Regions from separate parts of the Zea mays genome. Here all the other regions are linked to region 2. Evidence: chromatin contacts called from public Hi-C data. All regions are on one chromosome and are shown on one strand. The core of a region is the stretch at or near the end of the contact, and the rest is flanking DNA. Distances in the headings are between cores, read along the strand shown. Region 1 holds the start of LOC100280552. Region 2 has its middle 15 kb from the start of LOC100278091. Region 3 holds the start of LOC100384732.

Region 1 (4,881 bases), core at 1,265-3,764, 170 kb after region 2:
GTTCCTTTAGTCACTGACTAAAGTTTAGTCGCTAAAGTATACCGTTTAGTTCCAGTGACTAAATCAAACTAAAGAGCATTAAGTGATGTGAATAATGAATGTATCACCCCTATTAATAGTGGATGTTTGCTGCAAGAAGAAAGTGAAGATGACAAATAAGGTAAAAACCACACTTTAGTTCTTTTTAGTCACTCCATTGGTGACTAAACAACTAAAATTTAGTCACCCACTTTAGTCACCATGTTTGCTTCTTTAGGGACTAAAAGTGACTAAATTTTAGTCACTAAACTTTATTCACGCTTCTCTGTTCTGGACTACTAGACCGCTGCTTACAGAGCATCTCCAAGAGTTCCAAAATAAAACACTATTAATCCAGGGTTTTTTTGGCAGGATTAAAAAAAAGACATCTCTAATGATTCTCATATCTTTTGCCACTTAGAAAATTGACCAGCGTCTGCGCGCGAAGAAAAAACGCACACGCACACCACGTATCCTCTTGGCGCTCGTCCACACCACCACCACGCCACCCAGCTGCTGGGAAGAGCGTGGTTGCCCAAGCATTATTTTTCATGCTCTTTTATGCTGACGGTGATTTTATGTATCATAAGTACATACGCGTACATATAAATATTACAATAAATTATTTTATTTTTTATTGAAACAGTTTGTATTGCAACCGATTAAAGATCTGTAACTACTAACATAGATAAATAAATTCAATATCATGTTAAGAATTTAGTTTTTTTGGACACGTGAAGAATTTGGCTCAAACGCCTACTCCTTCAGTCCAATCATTCTCTCCCGACCTAATGCGTTTGGTTGCGGGACAGTCAGGACAGTGATATCTCCTAGCGTCCTCTCATATCTTTAATTTTAAGAGATAACTAATGATAATATTATAATAATATTATCTTAATCCTTAATTCTGAATTAAATAATCTTATTTAAAAAATAGTGTATCATCATGTTATTGTAACCAAACGCACTGGGCCCAGTCGTGTCTTGTCACTTCTTTCTCCCACGGTCCCACCAGAGTCCAGACCACCACCGCAAGTCTACACTCCTTTCACTCGTGCTCTCTGCGGTCCTGCCTGGTTCGCGTTGCTCCGAAAAAATTCCCAATCCCACCCAATCCCTAGCCGCGCGTGCTGTGACTCGGCTCCGCGAGAGGCGGCATCCGAAGGCAGCGACGATGTGCAGCGGGCGACTGGGCGAGGAGTGCAGCATGCCTGCGTGCGCCGCGTGGCATCCGAGGCACCGCACGCGCAGGCTCCGCCGCGGGGAGCTGGCCAGCTAGCCAGCTAGGGCTGTGTGCCTGCTGCCTGCGTCTCTGGTCTGCCGAGCAGAGCGCTGAGCAGTGAGCACACAGCATGTTCGGTCGTCAGCACCGAACTAACTTGATTTGTATGTGTCGCGTACTCGCGTTTAAGTCTATTACACAGAGGAATAGCTGATCTAGACATGCAATTTGTTGTTGGTTTAGGGGGTGTTTGGTTACCCCAAACTAAAATTTAGCCCATGTCATATCGAATGTTTGAACCTCCGTTCCGGATATTAAATGTAGTCGGATTATAAAACTAATTTGTCAGCCAAAGATTAAAAGACGAGACGAATCTAGTCCAGTTGGTTGGGTCTATATTTCATACTCCTATTTAAAAGTCAAATGCTTGATGTGACCCGGGCTAAACTTTAGCAGCAGCAACCAAACACCCCCTTAGTCAGTCAAACCAGTCAAATCAAACCTGAACCCAGCTCAAGCGCAAGTCAGACTGAGAGAGAGAGAGAGAGAGAGAGAGAGAGAGAGAGAGAGAGAGAGAGAGAGAGAGAGAGAGAGAGAGAGAGAGAGAGAGAGAGAGAGAGAGAGAGAGAGAGAGAGAGAGAGAGAGAGAGAGAGAGAGAGCAAAGGGAAGTCATCATAGGTATTTTGAGAACATTCCATGCATACTTGCCTGGCTCGCATTTGCCTGCGAGATCACCAATCAAACAAGCCACCCGTGCTTCCTGCTACCCTGCTACGCTGCACAATCATCCTGCGGAATTTAGTAACGGCGAGTTATTCCAAAGTTCCGATCCCCAAGTTGTTTATTCTCCTATAGTTTGTCGGTTTGTGTGGTTCAGATTCCTCCCGCTCTCGCGCAAGTGGTACACTGTGTTTCCAGCTACCATTTTCTCCACTAACTAATTTTATTTTCAGTGTCTCTCGTTTCTTTTATTTGCGCGTCAAGTTTCAGCCATTCCTTGCTCAAAGGAAAAGTTTGAGCCATTCCCTGGGAAGGTAGGTGAGGGTACTGGACAAATCCGAAATGCAAATGGGCATATGCTACATATAACCGTAGGCTTGCTTGCTACTGCCAGAGACTCGGGTACATGGTATCGGGTTACAGTCCAAACAGGAAATTCTAAGGCCGATGGAAGATAAGGATATGGGTACAGTCACCCAGTCCTGCCATGACGCGAAAGCTTATAGAAATCAGGTGGCATAAATACTGTGCAGGGCTAAAGGTTGGTGGGTCGAACGGACCAGGCCATCAGGTTATCTAGAAAGCTCTCATGCTCTTCCATTTCTAGGCTAGCCTAGGTCTGGACCAGTTAGAGTAGACACGCAAGTATCAATCGATTCATAAGAGGAGGAGGCCATTGAGGGAGCCAAGTAGAAGGCAGTCACTGCAAACAACGGTATGCATTGCAAGGAGGAAATATAGCTTTCAGCCGTTGCTTTTCATATGCGTTTCAGAAAGTTTGATCATCTCCCTTTCGATTTTTTTAAAGAAAGTTTAATCATCATTCTTGCTCAGAATCAAGTTCTTAGCTCTTAGACACATTTAGTATCTTGTTGTTAGAAAGCTGGTGAGCAACTTTGTCAAGCCTCAAGAGCTCATGGAAGATGGCAGTGCTCCAAGACGGTCTACTCCACCCACCCGCAGAAGCAGATCTGCCGAGTTCCACAATTTTTCAGAAAGGGTAGGTTGTTATGCATCATGCATATTTTGTATGGACGGATCATGACCAGTTACCGGCATTTGATCTCTTTTGCTTGGAACATTTGTAGAGGAGAAGGGATAAGATCAACGAGAAGCTGAAAGCATTACAGGAGCTTCTTCCAAACTGCAACAAGGTAACATGCATTGCGTCTTAATTTTAATCCGACCATACCCCTTCTGCTGTTCTCTTTTTCGTTTGATCTCAGAATAGCTTGTTTCAGACCGACAAAGTTTCGATGCTAGACGAAGCAATCGACTACCTAAAATCCCTTCAGCTACAGCTTCAGGTACTGAATGAAATCATATCAGATACACAATTGTTGGTTACACTAGACATTTATTTATTTTTATCTTTCTCTCCTGCATCCTTTCCTGTTTTATTTATTCAGCCTCCAGATATTATGGGTGCTATAGTAGATCATCACATTGTCATATATGCACACAGATGCTGGTCATGGGGAAGGGAATGTCACCAGTGGTTCCTCTTGAGCTGCAGCAATACATGCATTACATCACGGCTGACCCTGCCCAGTTGCCTCCATTGCGCCCATCCGGCCAGCAGCACCGGCAATTTCAGATAACTCAAGCCAACCCCCAGCGACAATCTAACGTCGAGTCGGATTTCTTGAGCCAGATGCAGAACTTGCACTCTTCTGAGCCGCCTCAGAACTTTCTCAGGCCGCCGAAATTGCAACTTTATACACCGGTAATATGTTCAAACATTATAGATATCAAAGTTAATTTTAACCTTTTCTTGTCTTTATTCTTCTTTTCTCGTATTTCACGCATTTCAAGATTTAAGATTTTTCTTTGTGGGGAAAGATGAAAATTTAAGCTGCTAGATCAGGGATATACAGTTCAAATGCCAACACTGTCAGCTTTTACCTGAACGGTGCTAGCTACTCATCACGCCTTATGAGAAGTTTACCTCTGATTCAGGAACAGAGGGGTGGCCTACCCAACACGAGCCACAACACTGGATGGATTTCTGGGAGTTCCTCGTATAACTTCATGGAGTGATGTGCTCCTAATGACAAAATTTGACACGGCAGGCGTGCAGCCTTGAACTCGGAAGAGATCGTTCAGTTTGGGACCTGCAGCATGGTTCACCTGAGAGAATTCCATGAATGTGTAGTACTAGTTAACTAGCTAGCTAGTTGTGTTATTAAATAAAACGTTGTGATTGTGATGCTGCTCATTTTGCTATCTGAATCTTACCGTCCAATTCTCCTCCATGTTCATGCAAAGGCTGACAGGTGGCGTCTGAATTTATCTGTGCAGCAGTATGCTACTACTTGTTAGATTGATCGCATCTACCTTTAACTCCCGCGTTCTGATGGAGGCGTAATTAACTTATAGTTGTGACCCTCTTTTACATCAAATATATAAATAATATAATGTACAGTATAATGTAGAGTATAAATAGTGTTTTGCATATACATGATTTGCTAGCCACAACATGAGAGAGTGTTTTCAGGGACATTATTCCTTCTCCCCACCAATAAGCCATTGCTGTAAATTTGAGAGACATCTGCGTTGGGACTAGAATTCACATTATCATGTCTGATGTGATTGATGGACACTGTTGTTTGCATCCAATCCAATGAGATGAATAATATATCCTCCCCCACAACTTGGCCAAATCTTTCAGCTTCCATTCTTCTGCGTATGCAGGTATGTTGCGGCAAAGAAAATCAACAGTCAAAAGGCCTACAGTACTACCACTTCAGGCCCATTCCGTCAGGCAGCATGGGCTAGACTGGTTTCAGCGAACCATTCATAGGGCACATAAAAGTCACTATAGCCTGGAATCTAGCTCCATGCTGGCTCTGAACAGATTGAACTCATTACACGTGCAAACAGGAGCAGCCCGAATCTATGACACTTTGGCGTCCCGTCC
Region 2 (4,428 bases), core at 670-3,169:
GAGGTGATAAATGGGTCGTAGTCGACTAGGAATGACGAGCCACCAGGTCTTGAAGAAGATGGAAGTCACCGGCAGACATATCTCGTTTCTTTGAGGTAGTAAGGTTCACACGGATTTGTTGCCGTGGTAAAACGAACCATGGATAAAAATTCACAAGCCGAGCGAGTTAAATAGAACGCGTGGGCCAATGATTGCGATGAGTGGACGGCCGCCGGGCTCGGGCTCGGTCTCGGTCGCGCCACGAGCGTTGACTGACAAAGGACGATGCCAGTGCCACGGCCGGGGTTCTGGCTGTCCACGCCTAACCTGTCCGGTCACACACCTATAGGTAGTACAAGTGTTTGGGGTTTGGCTTGCCCAACTGGGGTCAACCCCAAAATGTTTTACGTGCCGACTAGCTAGCTAGCGAGTGGTACGTACTAGCTACTACAACACCTGCTGACATGTCCCATCCAAATGCTTCGGATACAGACAGATTTTCAGTCACGAGAAATCCTGTTTAAAGAATGTGAGAGCCAGAGCCTGATCTGAACGGGGTCGATTCCACCACCTGGGTGGCATGGAAACAAGATACATGGCCAAGACCGAGGCCGCTCTTAACGCTGACTCCAACATCAAATAAGTCTATTATAAATATCTAAATGACTGTAGCATTTTCAATTAATATTTTAGATGTGACGTGGAAGAGTATGCATATATAGATGACCATGCATTTTCGTAAACATGTATTTCAGTACCCCGATTAGACATGGTAACATCTTTCGGCTGACTGCGTAAATGAAACATGTGTTTGGAGGATTCTATATATCGTTGCCTATCCTTGTTTGGATCAGTCACGATCACCTAATAAGCGAACTAGCTGGTTTAGTGTGTACAGTACCTGAACTGGTGGTGCATGGCTCCATCAGGAATAGATCTTATATTCCCAAATAAGGCTCGAGTGTTTGACTTCACGGGCTCCCTCTGATTTGACACGTCCCCTCGGGACTCTTCGAGCCTGATCCGAACGCGTCATTTTCAGGGGGCAAGTTCGTCCCAGTCACAAAATTCCAATCGAAAACAGATCGTTTTATCTATACCGCCTTCCGCTTGGATGGAGAGAGAGAGAGAGAGAGAGAGAGAGAGAGAGAGAGAGAGAGAGAGAGAGAGAGAGAGAGAGAGGAGGAAACCCGATTCACACGACACTCGTCTTGCCACGCCCAGTGTTCTTATCTACCGACGAAAAAAAAAAGGCACCGGGTATCGCTCACAAGTCGTTATCTCGACGAAAAAAGCAGAAGCTACGGGTACCTAGGAAACCTAAAACAGCCTACAATTTTATAACAGATGGTGATGCTAATTATAAGCCCATGAAAAAAATTAAAGATTACTCCTGTTCTCTTTAGCCTTATTACAAACAGTCTTCGGTTGCCGTTGACGCCAAAATAGCTGCGGAGCTAACAGAGAAGGGCAGGACGTCTATCCTCAGTGGAAACGCCTGTATGACGCCTATACACATGAGCTGAACTAGCAGATGCATGCTGCTACTAGGAGGTGACCCCGCAATGAATAGAGAAAGTGCCCAGGTTAAGAAAGAAAAAAAATTACGGTAGGGAATGTTTGGAGGCGTTTAGTAAAATATTTTATTCTGTTAACTAAGTTGGTGTAATAAGGAGAATGATATATAGAGGCTAAATTTTAGAGGATGCTGCGGGAGACGGTAAAGTTATAGAGAAACAAATCTTTTAGAGTATACTGTAAAATACATAAAATATTTTTTTAAGTATGAAATTTAGTGAACAGACGGTGTTAGCACCATATATGCAAAACCAGAAGACCACAGCATGATCAGAAGTGGAGGCAGAGACCACATGGGCCATACCCACGCCAATGTTTACTCTCTGTTTTTTTTTTGGGAGCGAGAGGTGGTGCTGTAGACTATTGTGGGATTGCCTTCGGCCCAGCCCAAGTATTGTCCATCCCCATACTTGACGAGGCCCATCAGTAAGTGGATGGCAGTCCAACAAGCACACGCAACGCGTGATTGCTGTGCGCTTGCCCTTTCTTCACGTGCCGCTTCTCGGTACTGTCCCTCCAACTCGAAGAAAAGAATACCTGCAGGCTGCAGCTGCAGCTGCATTGCTGCATGATGTGAAATGTTGCCGGCCCCTGCTGATGCCTCGAGGCATCCGCCCCGGCCGCACGGCAGGGCAAACGACCGATTCCGGCGCGGTGCATGTGCATGGGCTCCACGCCCGCCGGCGTGGATTTCAGGCTATACTATCTGCTGATCGTCCTGCTTGTCCCATCCAATCCACCCCAAACCTGTTTGTTTTGTTTTGTTGTTATTCACGTGCTCCGTACAGCGGCCACTCGCTGTGCCTGTGTGGAGGATTGAGGAGACGGCCGGCAGACCGAAGCCACGAGTGGCGGGCGTTGGCACCTAAACCCGACAGCGACGTGCATGGTTCGCGCGCCCGACGGACGGTCACCGGCGCCCATTTATTGCCATGGCTCGCGTTGAGAGCTTCTTCTTTCTGCATGCGCCCTCTGCTCTCGTCATTAACTCCCGTCGCCGTCCCCCGCACATCACCCTCATCAATGAGGTCGGGAAGGAGAAGCAGGAAGCTGGAAGCAGGCTCGATCGATCGCGTCGTCGTCGCGCGACTCGGACGGAGAGCGCGCGCTTAAATGCTCGCGTCGTATCGGGGGAGTAGGCGGGCGCGCGCCGACGACTATACTACGCGATCGAGCCCGCTGCAGCGCGCGCGAGAGCGACCGGTTTTGCTGCTCCGCGCGACCGTCGGTTCTTTCTTCTTCTCCTTCTCCTTCTCTTTCTCCTCCCTATCCCAGTTCCAGACGAAACACCAGCCCGTCAGGGCGGTCTCTCGCTCACTCTCGTTGCCTGCTGCCGCTGTCCAGGCTTCTTTGAGACGACGTCGTCAGAGGTGGTCGCTAGCTCTGCCTCTCTGATCTCCGCGTGCGGGCGTACGTGTGCGTGCATGGAGAACGGAGATACTAGATAGATAGACAGCTCACTGGCGGACCCACACGCGACGCAAGCGTACAAGAAGACGTACGTAGTACGAGCCGAGGCCGAGCCATGCATCACACGCACACAGGCCACGGCGTGGACTGGACCGCCGGCGGACGAGACGACCCATCCAATGCAAGCAAGACGACGATATCATGCTGATATGGGAGATGTAGATCGTGTAGGTGCGCGCGCGCAATAATAATTCGGGCCGCGATCCGGCGGACTCCGCTGCAAATAAATGCCGTTGCCGGTGCAGCTAGCCATAGCTGCTAGCTCCAGCCATCCCTGGCACCCCTCCACGTACGTACGGGGGCAATCAACAAGGGGAAAAAATCCTTTTCAGCTGGGATGCAAAAAATCTCTTTTACACCGGCTCACATCTATACATGATAGTCTATAGAAATATAAAAATAAATTATTAAAAGGTTAAGTTGCAAATTTTGATTATTTTTTTGTGGGCTTTCAAGTGGTGGATGCGAGAGGCTGTAAAAGAAGATGTTTGAAACGGGATGTACAATTTTTTTCTCCAAACAACATACACTTCCACACGAAAAAATGTTAGAAAGTTAGGCATTTTTAGTTTTAATTTAATCCAGATAATCGGTGCGATATATGTGATGACATGTATGTGCATGTGTGTATAACTACTCGCATAAGCAGTAAACAGCAATGAAACATGCATAAATACGAAGAACAGAGTGTACCCAGCGGAGGGACCGATGCTCAAGGCACCAGTGGCTCCATTCACACGAGACATCTCGTGTGTTTGTTCGATGTAGCCGTACGAAGTCGGTGCAGGAAGATGTACGCAGTGCAGTCCCTCGAACGGTCGCCGGGAAGAAGAACAGCAGCACGCGTCAACTTGGGAAGGCGACGAACAGCAAGCTGTGGACGATCACGCGAGCAGTCGCGAAGACGCTCCCCAAAAATCTGATCGCCCGCACACCCGTGCAAGTGTATCTCTGCGGTCGGTGATTTCGGAGGCCTGCTCTCCCACTCTCTCTGTGCTCGCAGAAGATGGGACGGGAATGTGTTGTTTGCAATTCGCGTGAGATAATTCGCGTGACTGGAAGAGCCCTCCCTCTCCATTCTTATAGGCGGTCAGAAGAAGGGAGAAGAACAACGGATAGAAACGGTCGCGCATTAGAGCTGGAAACTGACGACAGTAACTGACGTCCGTTACTAGCCATAAGATAGGAAACAGACGGTTATCATGACGGTCATCACTCGACAGTAACTGACGTCCGTTACTAGCCATAAGATAGGAAACGGACGGTTATCATGACGGTCATCACTCCAGGCAAAATGCGCAACCGTTTGAAAGGAATATTCGGACCAAGGTCCGATCTACCACGAGCCACGGCCCGGCCCGGCCCGGCCCGGCCCGGCCGGCGGCGGCGGCGGCGCGCGCG
Region 3 (4,661 bases), core at 1,714-4,213, 230 kb before region 2:
ACCACTGTGAACTCATATCATCTTAAGTTACTGCCAAAGCTTATGAGGAATATCAGACACAATGACAGTTAACGGCAATCGTCAAAGGAAGTCTGTACTAATCTCTATCAGAAATGTCATGCTAGAGAAATACTAAGGTGGTAGTATGAGATCTACAATCTGCGAAATCCATAATGGACAACGAGAAAATGGGAGCATAAAATTATGCGACACGCATCAGGCAGGTTATATACATTCCAATCAACCACGAGTGAACAGTTTTAACAATAGGGCGCTTGAGATAGAGATAGATGTTTTGGTTCCCAGACAATTTCATGCAAGAAAGTTAAGAGGCTAAGAGCACATACAGATTGATCAAGCGCGTAAGATTCTGCAGTTCCTGTGGTATGGGGCCAACGGCATTGAGCGCGTATATCTTCCTACATTGGCAACACAAAAGTACCCATCAGGCATCAGCTCATGCCATCTCAAGTCAGCCTCAGCCATGACCGCTGTTCGTCAGATAGAAACCCAACAACACGCACGAATCGAAACCTCCAACAAGTATTTGGCTTTTGCAGAGACCAGTGTTCATTCGCAAAAGGTGGAAAGATATGCGCATTCACGGCATGCGACAGGCCCAACGCGAGCGGCCAAGGCTAAGGCGAGCATTTCATCGAGCACCTGGCGCGCGTCTAGAGAGGAGCACAAGCACTTACAGCTTGGTGACGTGGCAGACGGTGATGTTGTTCTGGTCGGAGCACTCGCACTTGATGCCCGGGTTGAAGTTGCCGTTGTCTTCGATGACGGTGCCGTCCGTGGCGATGCCGGTGCAGGGGTCGCCGCTGATGTTCCATTCCGACGACGCTGTCTGGCGGAGCTTGGCGAACACCGCGTTCACCGCCGCCGCTTCAAAAAAACGGGTTGACACCTCACATTAGCTGTCGCAGCCGCAGCCGAAACAGAGCGGCCCCTGCTCCCCGGCCGTCCGATGGCCCCGCGGTGATCGGACGGCCAGGAATCAGCGCACACGCTGACATCGCGGAACCGGCCAAAGCCAATAGCCAAGCAGGCGGTTGTGGACTGTGGTTGTGAGTAGGGGTGAAAACGGGACAGGATTACCCGGCGGGTACCGGATACGGATACTAGAAATACTCGATTTTTCGGGTACCGGATACGGGTATTTTTGTATACGAGTCGGATACGGATAGTACCCGGATAGACATTAGTCGGATACGGATAGGATACGGGATGACTACTACCCGGCAAATACCCGAGAAGTCCGGGTAGGATACGGGTACCCGGTTAGCGGGTACCCGACTACAGTGCCGAGCTATCGCAGTTACAAGCCCAACACTAGTCAGCCCATTAACATGTCTGGGCGTGACGTGGGCGCCTGGCTGCCGCAAGGCCTAGAGGCCAAAGTGACGGAGTGTGTCTACTAATTGTGATCCACTGATCTCGTCAACTTGTGGGGACGTGGGCTCGTGGCCACTGACCCATACGTGAGTGCATCACTGCATTTGTCCATGAGACCATGATCGTGAAGCCTTGTGAGAGCCTCAGCCGCCAGTCCACCACACATGGCTATGCTTAAAAGAGGGACTTGTGGTTATTGTCTAAAAGAGGGATGCTGCTGATTTTTTAAAATTATTTTGTTGGTTCTATAATGAAATTGTGTGAACTATCTAATATTTGTTATATACTTGTGGATTATACCTAAAAGGGGATATATTGCTGATTTTTTGAAATCGTGTTTTTGGTTCTATAATAAATTTGTGATTAGTAACTTTGAATTGTATGTTGTCAGTTTTGTCAGTATTTTTCTATATTTAAGTTATCATATACATAATTATGTATTTCTTATTTTATTCGTTTGTTTCACGGTTGGGCAACTAATATCATCACGGTGGATTATCCGACTAATATCCGTTATCTATCCGGGTATTATCCGATATCCGTTTCTTATCCGCCCTAGTTATTACCCGATCACGTCCTGTATCCGTCCCGGATTTTCACTATCCGTATCCGATCATGTATCCGGTAAAATTGTATTAGAGTAGGATACGAGACGACCTAATATCCGACCTAATATCCCGTTTTTACCCCTAGTCGGGTACCCGCTAACCGGGTACCCGTATCCTACCCGGACTTCTCGGGTATTTGCCGGGTAGTAGTCATCCCGTATCCTATCTGTATCCGGCTAATGTCTATCCGGTTACTATCCGTATCCGCCCCGTGTACAAAAATACCCGTATCCGGTACCCGAAAAATCGAGTATTTCTAGTATCCGTATCCGTATCCGGTACCCGCCGAGTAATACTGTCCCGTTTTCACCCCTAAGAATTTTGTTGGTGTGCAGGAGCCAGGCGGTCAAAAGGCCAAAATAAGGCTGCCGTGGTTTACCTTCTAATACCTGCTAGATATTTGGAACAACCAGGCACCAGCCAGCCAGAGGTAGCAGAGGAAGACATCATCACGTTTGCAACTAGTAAGTGTAAACCTAGCGGGGGGTTGCTTGCACGGCAACCCGCAGGAAAACCCACGACCGACTAAAATCGCCATGGCATGGAAAATTTAAAAGCTTTCTTCGGAGCAAGAGAAGGCAGACAGAGCAAGAAGCGTGATGAACTGCTGTGTCCAAATGAAGGTGGCCAGCATGACGAACGGATCGATCATTCGTGCTGGTTCGAAAGCCTTTGGGTTGATTCCATTCCAGAGAAGAACTGGAGACACTACTCACCTTCGACTGGATCGGTCTTCATCCTCGCCGCTTGCTGGGCTTGCGCGGATGATGATGCAGCTAGAAGCAGCAGCAGCAGCTTCGGGAGCGCGGAGGCGGAGCCATAGACATAGAGGCACCGGCGCGGAGAAGGTCTGGAGGTCGATCCAGGCCGCATCGTTAGCTCCCTTCTTCTTTCTCTCTCCGCCTGCTCGAGCAGCGGAGCCTGGATTGACTACCCGGCCTATCGGATCGGAGGCCGATAGGCTGTAAAGACTAGAGAGAGATGGTGATGACGACGGCGACGAGTCGTCTTTGAATAGGACGTGTCTCACTCGACCGGGCAACCCGCAGCCGCAGCTCGGTGCACAGTTGCACACATGCAAGATATCGAGTGAGCACGTCCGGCCGCCACGTGCTCACTCGACGTCCGGACGTTGCAACTGGTACCAAGTGGCGCCACTGCTGTCTACGTACAGGGGACAGGACGCGTTGTATTGCAGCAACGGGCCAACAACTACCTCCCTCCAGCTGCGAAAAGAAATAGATTATATAATAGAGTATCTATAAATGTAGCCTATTAATAATTACAGAAGTAAATATGTTTATACAGATACGATGAATTCGTAAAATCAGAAGTGATGCATCTATTGTTACTTGGGTTACGAGTTAGAGACGTCTCTTCACAGAGAGACACTTCCATGATTTTTTTTTATAAATGGCCTATTTAAACACCTCAAAATCATCTACATTAAACACCATTGTATACCTTAGTGTTGACCCCGAATTAGGCCCCCTAATCATCACGGGCGTCCCTAGGGATGTGCGACCCCAAAATCATACTGCCCAAAATTTATAGCAATTCATATGTATTATAAATAAAATTATATTATTTTATATTAAATATTGGTAATATGTGGCCTAGAATCACAAAAATGTTAAAATTAATCTGTTCTTCCCATTGTTAATGAAACTATTTCTTCGGTTTCAACAAAATCAAGGTTGTAAAAAAATATTTGGTTTCTTATTTACCTCCAGTAAATTGCAACAGTTAGATAAAAAGAGGTTGAATAATTGTTGTCACCAACTTAGGGTCCCACTTAAAAGAGACAGACAATCTGATTTATTCAAGTGATCTATTCATGGAGTTGAGTTTTCTTCAAGTTTTTACTAGGTAAATGCCCGTGCGTTGCTACGGAAGAACATATTATGATAAAATATATTAAAATTCACAGAATAAGACAAGCATCGAATTAATTGAGCCAATGCCAGTTTGAGCATCCCACAGAATAAGATAAGCATCATCGCCCACATTACAAATTTCCTATGCACTTCATTCCCCAAAACAAAAAATAATATAGGGTATTAATATAAATAAAAATGAAAATAAGGCATCTATCAACATATACCTTTATAGAGAAGACCACTGATCCTAGTTTAATTGACAATAACATCATTAAACAAATAGAGTGTTTTAACAATGAAAATCTAAAGATTGGAGTATATATTTGCTTACATGTGTCCATTGTGTGTTCTATTTGGATAGAAAAGGCATTTAACACAAACATGGAACTAAACAAAAGGAATGCATGCGCTAACTTCTCATGTTGCTCTCTACATGTCCGTCTCCAAGGAGAAGCCTTGCACCTTCGTCAAAGTGAGATTGTCTCAACCTGCACAAAATACAAGCCCCATTATAGTTAAGTGCGAAAGAGAAATAACCAGAACCACACAGTGTGAATTTAGTCCTCTAACCTTCATGGTGAAGAAGAGCTTGACAAAATTCTGGGTGAGGAGCCCAAGGGACTTTTCCTTCACAGATGTCAGTTTTCTACAGAAATTCATATAAATTTGGGCCAAGTTTCTCACAAACATGTTCATTCACTGAAATTTATTGATTGATTTGACCCCAATGTCTACTTGACAGGTTGGGGAAAATTCTAAAAATCATGCATTATAC

The links. Hi-C and Micro-C count contacts between places; a contact is called where the count stands out from the background.
Region 1: a contact with region 2 is called in a Hi-C map of ear, with 2.4 times the contacts expected there. The contact joins the promoter of LOC100280552 here to the enhancer-like site in region 2. A contact is called at or near these places in 2 of 25 Hi-C or Micro-C datasets (ear and leaf).
Region 3: a Hi-C map of bundle sheath shows a contact between it and region 2, with 2.0 times the contacts expected there. The contact joins the promoter of LOC100384732 here to the enhancer-like site in region 2. A contact is called at or near these places in 3 of 25 Hi-C or Micro-C datasets (bundle sheath, leaf and tassel).

The regions. Positions count from the first base shown.
Region 1 is chr2:9,881,246-9,886,126 of Zm-B73-REFERENCE-NAM-5.0, reverse strand. It overlaps LOC100280552, which reads left to right and starts at 2,514. Exons shown (of 6, transcript NM_001153471.1): 1 at 2,514-2,676; 2 at 2,827-2,961; 3 at 3,050-3,115; 4 at 3,203-3,268; 5 at 3,427-3,687; 6 at 3,921-4,174. The coding sequence starts at 2,878. The coding sequence ends at 4,001. LOC103645931 (LRR receptor-like serine/threonine-protein kinase FLS2) reads right to left here. Exons shown (of 2, transcript XM_008670658.4): 2 at 4,600-4,881.
Region 2 is chr2:10,047,417-10,051,844 of Zm-B73-REFERENCE-NAM-5.0, reverse strand. No RefSeq gene overlaps it. Among protein-coding and RNA genes, the nearest start is that of LOC100278091, 15 kb to the right of the region's middle. Within about 2 kb of position 1,919, at least 20 of the 20 cell types and tissues checked have an H3K27ac peak or open chromatin away from gene starts, as enhancers often do. A contact at or near this core is called in bundle sheath, ear, leaf and 1 more, where this site is marked.
Region 3 is chr2:10,275,942-10,280,602 of Zm-B73-REFERENCE-NAM-5.0, reverse strand. LOC100384732 reads right to left here and starts at 2,963. Exons shown (of 24, transcript XM_020547944.2): 1 at 2,723-2,963; 2 at 699-888; 3 at 348-419. The coding sequence starts at 2,879. LOC118476282 (a long non-coding RNA gene) reads right to left here. Exons shown (of 3, transcript XR_004856135.1): 2 at 4,457-4,532; 3 at 4,098-4,374.